Linked DNA regions of Mus musculus: all the other regions are linked to region 1. The links are chromatin contacts, called in public ChIA-PET and HiChIP or PLAC-seq maps. All regions are on one chromosome and are shown on one strand. The core of a region is the stretch at or near the end of the contact, and the rest is flanking DNA. Distances in the headings are between cores, read along the strand shown.

Region 1 (2,636 bases), core at 85-2,584:
GGAATAAAAACTCAAAACCAGACAGCTAATGACTCTTAAAAGGGCATTTGTGTGGACGTGGAAAAAAAAAAACCGATACCTTCGTTCCTGGCTCCCCTTGTTAAGGCTAGAGAATGGGCTAGGAGGGTACAGGCTGTGGAATGGGGAAGGGAGGGGGGGCTGTTCTTTGCAAACCAGCGCAAAGCTCAGAGCACTAGACAGTACATGCTCATTAAAGCTCTGGTTCGCTGACACACACACACACAGCCCTTCTGAGAGTTCGATGAGATTCTGCTCCCTAGAAAAACATACTAGACAGAAAAAAAAATGTGCACTAACTTTCGAGGTTCACATGCCCGCACTAGGAAACTCAGGGGAGGGGCGAACATGTACCGGGAGGAACGACAGATTAGCAATTCTAGAAGTCTCTGGAGGCCAGAACCAGTTCCCAGGTGGACAAGCGGACCTCATCAACTGTCCGCTCTACTCCGGGCCTGGTAGGAGAGTCGACGTCGGAGACCCCGGGATGTTCTAGTTGGGATGCCCCCCTTTCCAAGGCCAAATGGACAAAAAGGAAGGGAACCTGGAGAGGGTGGGACGAAAAGGGAGAAGGCAGAATCTTGTCCTCCACTCTCCCTGCCCTGCACCTGTGCCTCAGAGCTCCGGGTGCCAGCTCCTGGGCAAACTTTCTGGCCCTGGTAAAGGTTTGGGGAGCTTTCCAGATAGCCCGGAGCGGTCCGCAGGGTCGATCCCAGTTACAGCTTCCGCCGCCCAGTCCCTCTCGGTGTTTCCAGAGTCACCCGCGAGGAAAGAGAACCCCTGGGAGACGGAGGGATCAAGGGCACGCTGCGGGCGCGCACCTGGAGTCAGCCCCTCGCGCCTAGCCTGGGACCCTGTTTGGGGTGCCGGAACAGAAGCGCCACACTTACTCAGACGGGTCCAGGCTCTTCCTTTCGATGGCCGAGGACATTGGGGAGGGGGGCGGCGTGCCGGGCGGCGGGGGCGCTCCCTTTGTGGCGCGTGGCTGGCTAGCTGCCTGGACTCGGACCCCCTCGGGTGCTCGGGCGCCGCCGCTCCTGCGCCTCCTCTTGCTCGGTCGCTCCGCTGGCGAGCTCGCCCCTCCACGCTCAAGGACAGTCACCGCGCTCCCTTCAAACGCCAAAGAGAGAGAGCGAATCATCCAGCTGCCCGGCGCGCGGCGGCCAAGGCAGGGGGCCGGGGAGCAGCCCGGCCTCCCTCCGGTGGCTGCGACAGCTGCCGCTGCTCAGGACTTAACCTTCCATCCCGGTCCCGCTGCCGTCACCACAGCCGCCGCCGCCGCCGCCCGGTCCCGATCGCGCGCAGTAGCCGGCTCCGCCCGGTCGCCCCGAGCCCCTCGCACCTTCGCCGGGGTCGGGGCGCCGGGGGCAGTGAGGGGGCGGCGGCCTGGGGGCGGGGAGCTGACCGCGCGGCTCTCCCCAGGCTCCCTCCTCTCTCGCGAAGGTCTATTTTCGCTCAGCTTCCCTCTGTCTCTGGTTTCATTTCCTTTTTCCTGATCACGATTCAAATACAATAGAAGGAAATCACATTTAAAGAGACAGCTGCCCGCCCCCTCCCCCCTTTTTTTCTTCCTTTTTTTTTTTTTTTTTAAACGGGGCTCCTGGGGATTAGCAATCCAAATAGCGGCGGCGGCGGCGGCGGCGGCGGCAGCGGCAGCAGCAGCAACGGCGACAGCGGCAGCCCTGACTTGGCTTCTTAAAAGGGCCCGCGGCAGAGACCGAGAGTCTCCCCTGAGCCCCTCTCCTGGGGCAAGAATCCCGCTGCCACTAAACTGTCTTTTTCAGAGTTCCCCTTCTTCTGCCTTTCCCTTTGGCCTCAGGCTGAAAGTAACCACTCGCCCGTTCCAGCAGGAAAGAAAAGACAAGAATGTGAAATAAGCACCTGCAGAAATGCAAGCGTTGCTAATGGCTGGCTAGCGCGCGCTCGTCTCGGGTTCGAGGTCCCAAGTCCACAGTCGTGGTGCTCTGCGATGCCCGAGACAGTGCGGCTCTGCTGGCGGCAAGCTAGTAGCTGCGACTGCTCTCCAGAGAGGGGCGCAAGCTGTGTGACCAGGAACCTCACGCGCTAGGTGCGCCTGAGCAGAGCTGGGGGCAGCTAATCCCGCAGGGAGGGTGTCTGGGAGGGACCACGTTGTCCGGGTCTCCTCTCCATCTGCTGGCGGCAGAATTCCCTCCCCTAGCCTCTTTCAAAGAGCGAACTCCAGCGGTGAGGCTGGCCCTCTCTGTAAAGTATCAGCAGCAATACTTGCTTGGACCGGAGGAAGTTCCTTCCCGATAAAAAGACTTTCAGTTATTACTTACTATTATTTTGTCTTATATAAAACAAAGAAAAGGGCAGGTTTCTCCTTCAAGCTTGAAGACAAGTTCTAGAAGGAGAAAGAAATACAGAAGGGAAGAGATGGATTCCAGCTAGCTACTTTTCAGGAGAAAAACCTAGGTCCCCCTGGGCCTTGAGTTCCTTGAAACTGAGTCCAGAAATGATCGTTCAAGGCCCGTTAGCTTATGATGATGACAGTCTTCAGGTTTGTAAAGAGGAAAGTCCCGAGTGCTCTCAGAATCCATTGTTTAGTAAGAACAGCCCGGATCAAAGACATAGGCATTTCAGCCCCAATTTAAAGA
Region 2 (2,636 bases), core at 100-2,599, 470 kb after region 1:
CACTGTAAGGGTTTCCCAGGGTTATGTGAGCCACTCAGCAGATAAGACCTGAGGAGTCAGACCTGAGGAGGTAGTAGCAACTTAGAGCTGGTTACTCATAGTTGTCATGTGAAAAGAGGGCAGTGCTGAAGGATGGAGCTCCTAGCCCATGATCTCTGATTGTATCTGCAGGTACACAGTGTAAGAAGTGACTTAGAATGTAAGACATCTAAACTAATGTCTGCTGAAGAATTTCTTGATTTGTGATGAAAACTTCTCTCATGCAACTGGTATCTGAAATATGTGAGTGAGAGAAATACCTGGAGGTATTTCATATTCTGAGTATAATATGCCTTTTGTAGATACATTTTTTGTTCTAAATCTTGAATGTGAATACTGTATGCCTAAATTTTTCTTGCTATTAGAAGATGCTAATATCTTCTTGTCTAAACTGACAAAAGATTAAGCAAAACCCAGATTCGATCTGGGATGAAGTCACATGAGGAATCACATTGTCATCAAACTATTTTTATTGGAGAAAAGACTGTGGCAAAAACCTGGTAGTATTCAAAGAAATTATTCAAGCTCAACATGGGTAGACTCAAGGCTGTTCTGTATGAAGATCAGAGGTCTTACTAACCAACTGAGGAAATTCATTGTAAGCATCACTTCCTTATGTGGCTCACTAGGCAGATTATACTCCCCATGGAGAAGTGAAGGTGGATTAGATCATCATTATTCATCCTGGAAAATAGAGCAAGGATGAACGATGGGAAAAGTAGTTTCCTCCCCTTTGGGGGAATTGAGATGTTAAGGAGAAGGGAGAAGTTCCTCTGGTGTAAGTTGATCAAGGTTCATTGATACGTGGATGGTGTTCATAAACAAGGATGGGGCCTACTGGCTGATTTTAGATCTCTGGTCACAATTTTAGTATGATTTGAAATTCTTGTAACTGGTGTATCAGAAGCAACTTCATTTTTATCTCTTGTTAAACTTCCTCAATGGCCCCTTCCCTACTTCTAGATGAAAACTGGAAGGTAGCCAATGCTGACAGATATGAAATAAACAGTGGTCACATGAAGTTCTAAGTTCAGTTCCTTGTGATTGTGTTTTCTCTCTTCTTCCACTTAGGGCCTTCTGCAGGCTAGAATGTGTACTCTGGGGAGGAAATATATAATCATCTACTTCTCTCCTTTCCAGTATCCTCTTTATCTGCCTAGTAGTTAGTCTTACTGAACCCTTCTTTGAAATATAAAGAGAAAGGAAAGAAACTGTGGATAGAAAAGTTCTTGACCAGAACTATTATAAGATTGTTCCAGATTCTCTGCATAAATCTCTTTCTCACTAGCACTTTCATGAAGTCATTAAGGAACCCCTGGTGATTTTTCTGTGATTCTTGTTCCCTTGGTATTGCTTTCAATTCCTCTAGATTTGCTAGGGCCAATGCTCTTCAGTTTTATGTGGAAGATAAGTGTGTTGTGTTTCAATAGTCTCTACTATGTTACCCTAAATTGCATTAGTGTTCTCCTAAGAGTTGGACAGCTATTGCTCTATGTTCCTGGTTGTTAGGGGACACATGTCAAGCTGTCTGAGTAGTCCTATTGAAGTCTTTCTCATTGGCTTAATTTCCTGTTTATTGCATTCCTCTTTGTGGGTTCTTCCCTGACCCATTCTTTTGCTAAAGTACATCCCCAACTTGTTCTTTCATTAAGCACCCATCAGTTTTTAAATGGCTTTATTATGGCAGTGCTGTTTAGCTGGGTATAAAAACTCATGTTGATCTCTCCCTTTAATGCTAGAAGACACACCTCTATGGTCTTTGAGAATATTCTGCTGAAAAGGGGAGTCTGCCATTAGGATATTTTAAATCATGCATCTATGCATTTTGTTAGCTTTTAGATTTTTCTTCTTTAAATGATATATCCTTTTTTCTACAACTTTGCTATATTGTGTCATGGTTAATCTTATTTTTATATTTCATTCTGTTGGGAACAAACAAAAGAAAATTATTCTAAGTACTACCATTTCATTTTCAGACTTGATTTAATCATAGGGAGAAAGTAAATTTAAGGTCCCAGGCCCTAGGGGAAGCTGGGGACTTTCCTATAGCTGAGCAGCTTCTACTGTAAACAGTTGTATGAGTCCAGTCATCTCAGGAACAACTTGTAACGAGACAGTTATCTAAGTCCAGCCATGTTAGGGGCCAACTTTTCCATCTTACTGGCAGCGTCAAATAAGTTCATGTTTTCAGGCCTAGGAACAAACACCTATCCAACTTCTCCAAATGTTTTCTTAATTGTCTGTTAACTGGTAAAGAATATAGAAATTGTTATCTAAACCAAGGTGCATAAGCTATAAAAATATATAATCAAATTGCCTATTAGTCCCTAATTAACTACATGCAGCTAACCCATCCCTTTGTCCCCCTATCACTCTGAGATCTGGACCTAATGTCTAGGAGAATGAATTAAGGACCTTGAAGCCAGGTGCACTAGATACATCCCAGTCTCTAATGGGTACTCTCTTGCTTAACCTATAATGTCAAAATACAATTGGATGGCACTGCAGTTCTTCTCAGTTCCCCCTTTCTTTGTGTTCCCATCTTTTTAAAATGTCATATAATTTCCCTTCAGGGACACAGTTCAAATCCCAAACTG
Region 3 (2,636 bases), core at 42-2,541, 290 kb after region 1:
TGATCTAGCTGGTGCACGCTAAGCTGACCAACTCCAGGCTGAGACGAAAGCCCACTTCCCAGCCTTGGTGACCCCATAACACATCTGCCCTGGTAAAGAAATATATTACACATGGGACTTGAAATATCATATTGCACATGAGCCTTCATCTGTCTGAGCACCCAGGCCACCTTTAAGACCAGCCAGCCAGCTCCAGGAGGCTGCTTGCACTGTTAGAAGATACATGTGTGTTGTGAGCATTTCCTACTTGGTGACCAGGCAAAAATGATACCTACCGTTCATTATTCAGAGTCATTCTTGGGGGATCCAGGTTGGGGTTCTCCATGGACTCCATCTGTGGACACCTCAGGAAGTAGTAGAGTGTGTGGAGAGCATCGGGGGACCACGTGATGGGCTGTGGTGGCTGGCGGGCCTGGCGAGCAGGGCTGGTGCCTGGGCACAGGGGGTGGCGGCCCTGCATGTGGTGCATGGCTCGAGAGACCAGATCACCTGGGAAGGGGGAAAAGGACAAGTCTGAGCTCCCAGCCCACATTCTCCTAGGGTAGCAGCTCCCTCACTTAGTGTAATTACTGTTTACCCCAGAGTCCACAGGCTGAGGAGGAGACTGTCACCTAGATGCACAATAGCAATTTGGTTTCCCTTTCATTTCCAGTCTTGCCTTAACAGCTGAATTACAAACACTTGGCAGGGCTGTCTTCCTCCAGAACTTATGCTAATGTGGTTTCCTTTTCAACATCTCCACTCTCTCCACCGCCCTAGGGGCCTTCCCTCAGTTCTCTGACCATGGGAACCAGCCAAAGCACGGGCCCTGTGGAGAGTCTCCCTTATGCTCTCGTGTGCAAACCCTGGGACTTTGGAAGATAATGGCTGCCACCATCCATTGGACACTCAACAATTCATTATAAACTCAACTCAGTCCTTACAGCGCTAAGGGTCAAGTCAGAGGCACTGAGACTTATTTGCTGAACATATCCTGACTCCATGCGTTCTGGTCACAAAGAAGCTGCAGTGAAGTATGTGGGCTGTCGGCTAGGTGACTCCAAAGCCCATGAACTTCACTGTGATAAGGGCTCTACCCTGCCTTACTGGAATCTGTGGGGTCACAGGGCCCCATATCCTGTGTTGTGTTTCTGTCTTAGTCTTTTCAACATCCTAGCAGCCCCTGACAGGAAATGTGCCATCATTGTGTGAGGCCACAATGCTGAGAAAGGATGGTCTAAAACCGCCCCACGCACCTGCAGGCGCCTCTGTTCTAGAACAAGCGCTGCCTTTGTGTTCTCCAAGCCTGAGAGCTCAGGGCGTCTCTGCTGTGGGCTAGCCGCCCCGAACTCACAGAAGTCTCTCACAGATGGCCCTACCCACAGGAAGCCTTAGGGACTCAGCTAACTCTACAGAATAGCAGCAAGCATCAGGGTCTAACTGTGCATATGACGTAACTCAATCAGCGAGACAATTCATTACTTTAACTAGTCAGCTTCCACCTCTCAGCTAATGGGTGTCTGATTCGGTATTTCTTGTGTTCCAGAGTCCTGCAGAGTCTCCCTCACACAAGCTGCTCAGAAATGCCTGATGAGTAGAGGAAGTGGTACTGTGCACGCATTTCATTTTCATATACTACAACAGCTAAGGACTGACTTAAGCCTATTGACTGCCAAATTCTCCCAGTACAGTCACAGATAGCAACTAGCTACAAGCAGGGACGAATGACCACAACTGGAACACCCCACCCAGAAAGAGTCCTTCAGGTACTATCCCCAACCAAGGTGCACACTGTCTCTTCCCTGCTGATTCTCATTCCCCAAATCACAGTTAGTTGCCTGGGGACTCTTGCCAATTCCAGGGCCAAAAGTGTTGGTGAGAGTGGGGTCCCGATACTGACCCATGTCCACAGACTTTTGATTTCATTAGTCTGGGGCAGGATCTGACACCTTTAATATGTAAAATCATTTGGTGCCTTGAATACTCAGCCTTAAAAACCATCACTGAGAAACCTGATCAGAGCTGATACTCCAGACTCCAATACCTGTGGCTTCAGATCGAAGGTCAGCTACTTCTAGTCTGTGTACCTTAAATAATGGTCAGAGCCTCAGTTTCCTTGTCTGTGAAATGGAGATGCTAGCACATAATCAATTTAGAGGAGTCAAAGGAATAATAATTGAGACACACTTAACCGCTTTGGAACCAACCCTTATTTATTAAAGCTGAGGATAACACCAGCATCATTGACATCCTGTTATCAACATCCCTCCATCCTTCCTGAGCCTCCTGAAGTCCTCAGGACCACTACCTACAGCCACACACTGCCCCACAGTTTCCAAGACAAGAGGAATCTGGTGCTGCAATGCCAGATCCCAGCCCTGCCCTAGGGCTCCTGGGTGGCAGAAACTGGCATCAAAAGCAGCAGGAGGCTGTGCTTTTTCCAGCAGCCAGTACCAGCTGAGTTGGTGGCAGAAAGCCGAAACCTGGCTCCCTTTTCTCTGGTCTAAATGTCATAACAGTTGGCGAAACACAGGACTACAAGAAAGAGAAATCAAAGTGTCTGAGATAGCATCGAAGAGATGCTGTGCTGAGATACTGTTCCAAGAGCTGGACAGGGTGAAAGCCATCAGCGCGGGTGATTGTTATCCTTTCATGGT

Evidence for each region. ChIA-PET counts read pairs in DNA pulled down with a chosen protein or histone mark. HiChIP or PLAC-seq counts read pairs in DNA pulled down with a chosen protein or histone mark.
Region 2: a contact with region 1 is called in an H3K4me3 HiChIP or PLAC-seq map of bone marrow-derived macrophages, with 3 times the contacts expected there. The contact joins the enhancer-like site here to the promoter of Lmo2 in region 1. A contact is called at or near these places in 5 of 115 datasets of contacts at active chromatin or transcription factors (bone marrow-derived macrophages, embryonic forebrain, embryonic midbrain and 2 more).
Region 3: an RNA polymerase II ChIA-PET map of memory CD8 T cells shows a contact between it and region 1, with 7 read pairs. The contact joins the enhancer-like site here to the promoter of Lmo2 in region 1. A contact is called at or near these places in 2 of 115 datasets of contacts at active chromatin or transcription factors (memory CD8 T cells and stem cell-derived neural progenitor cells) and 1 of 9 other capture datasets (adipose tissue).

Annotation. Positions count from the first base shown.
Region 1 is chr2:103,968,985-103,971,620 of GRCm38.p6, reverse strand. It overlaps Lmo2 (LIM domain only 2), which reads right to left and starts at 1,334. Exons shown (of 3, transcript NM_008505.4): 1 at 909-1,334. The coding sequence starts at 1,159. The region is part of intron 1 of Gm38515 (a long non-coding RNA gene); the gene reads left to right.
Region 2 is chr2:103,503,019-103,505,654 of GRCm38.p6, reverse strand. No RefSeq gene overlaps it. Among named protein-coding and RNA genes, the nearest start is that of Cat, 19 kb to the right of the region's middle. Within about 2 kb of position 1,349, at least 8 of the 459 cell types and tissues checked have an H3K27ac peak or open chromatin away from gene starts, as enhancers often do. A contact at or near this core is called in bone marrow-derived macrophages, where this site is marked.
Region 3 is chr2:103,681,131-103,683,766 of GRCm38.p6, reverse strand. Abtb2 (ankyrin repeat and BTB (POZ) domain containing 2) reads right to left here. Exons shown (of 17, transcript NM_178890.3): 3 at 276-489. Among named protein-coding and RNA genes, the nearest start is that of Nat10, 79 kb to the left of the region's middle. Within about 2 kb of position 1,291, at least 128 of the 459 cell types and tissues checked have an H3K27ac peak or open chromatin away from gene starts, as enhancers often do. A contact at or near this core is called in adipose tissue, memory CD8 T cells and stem cell-derived neural progenitor cells, where this site is marked.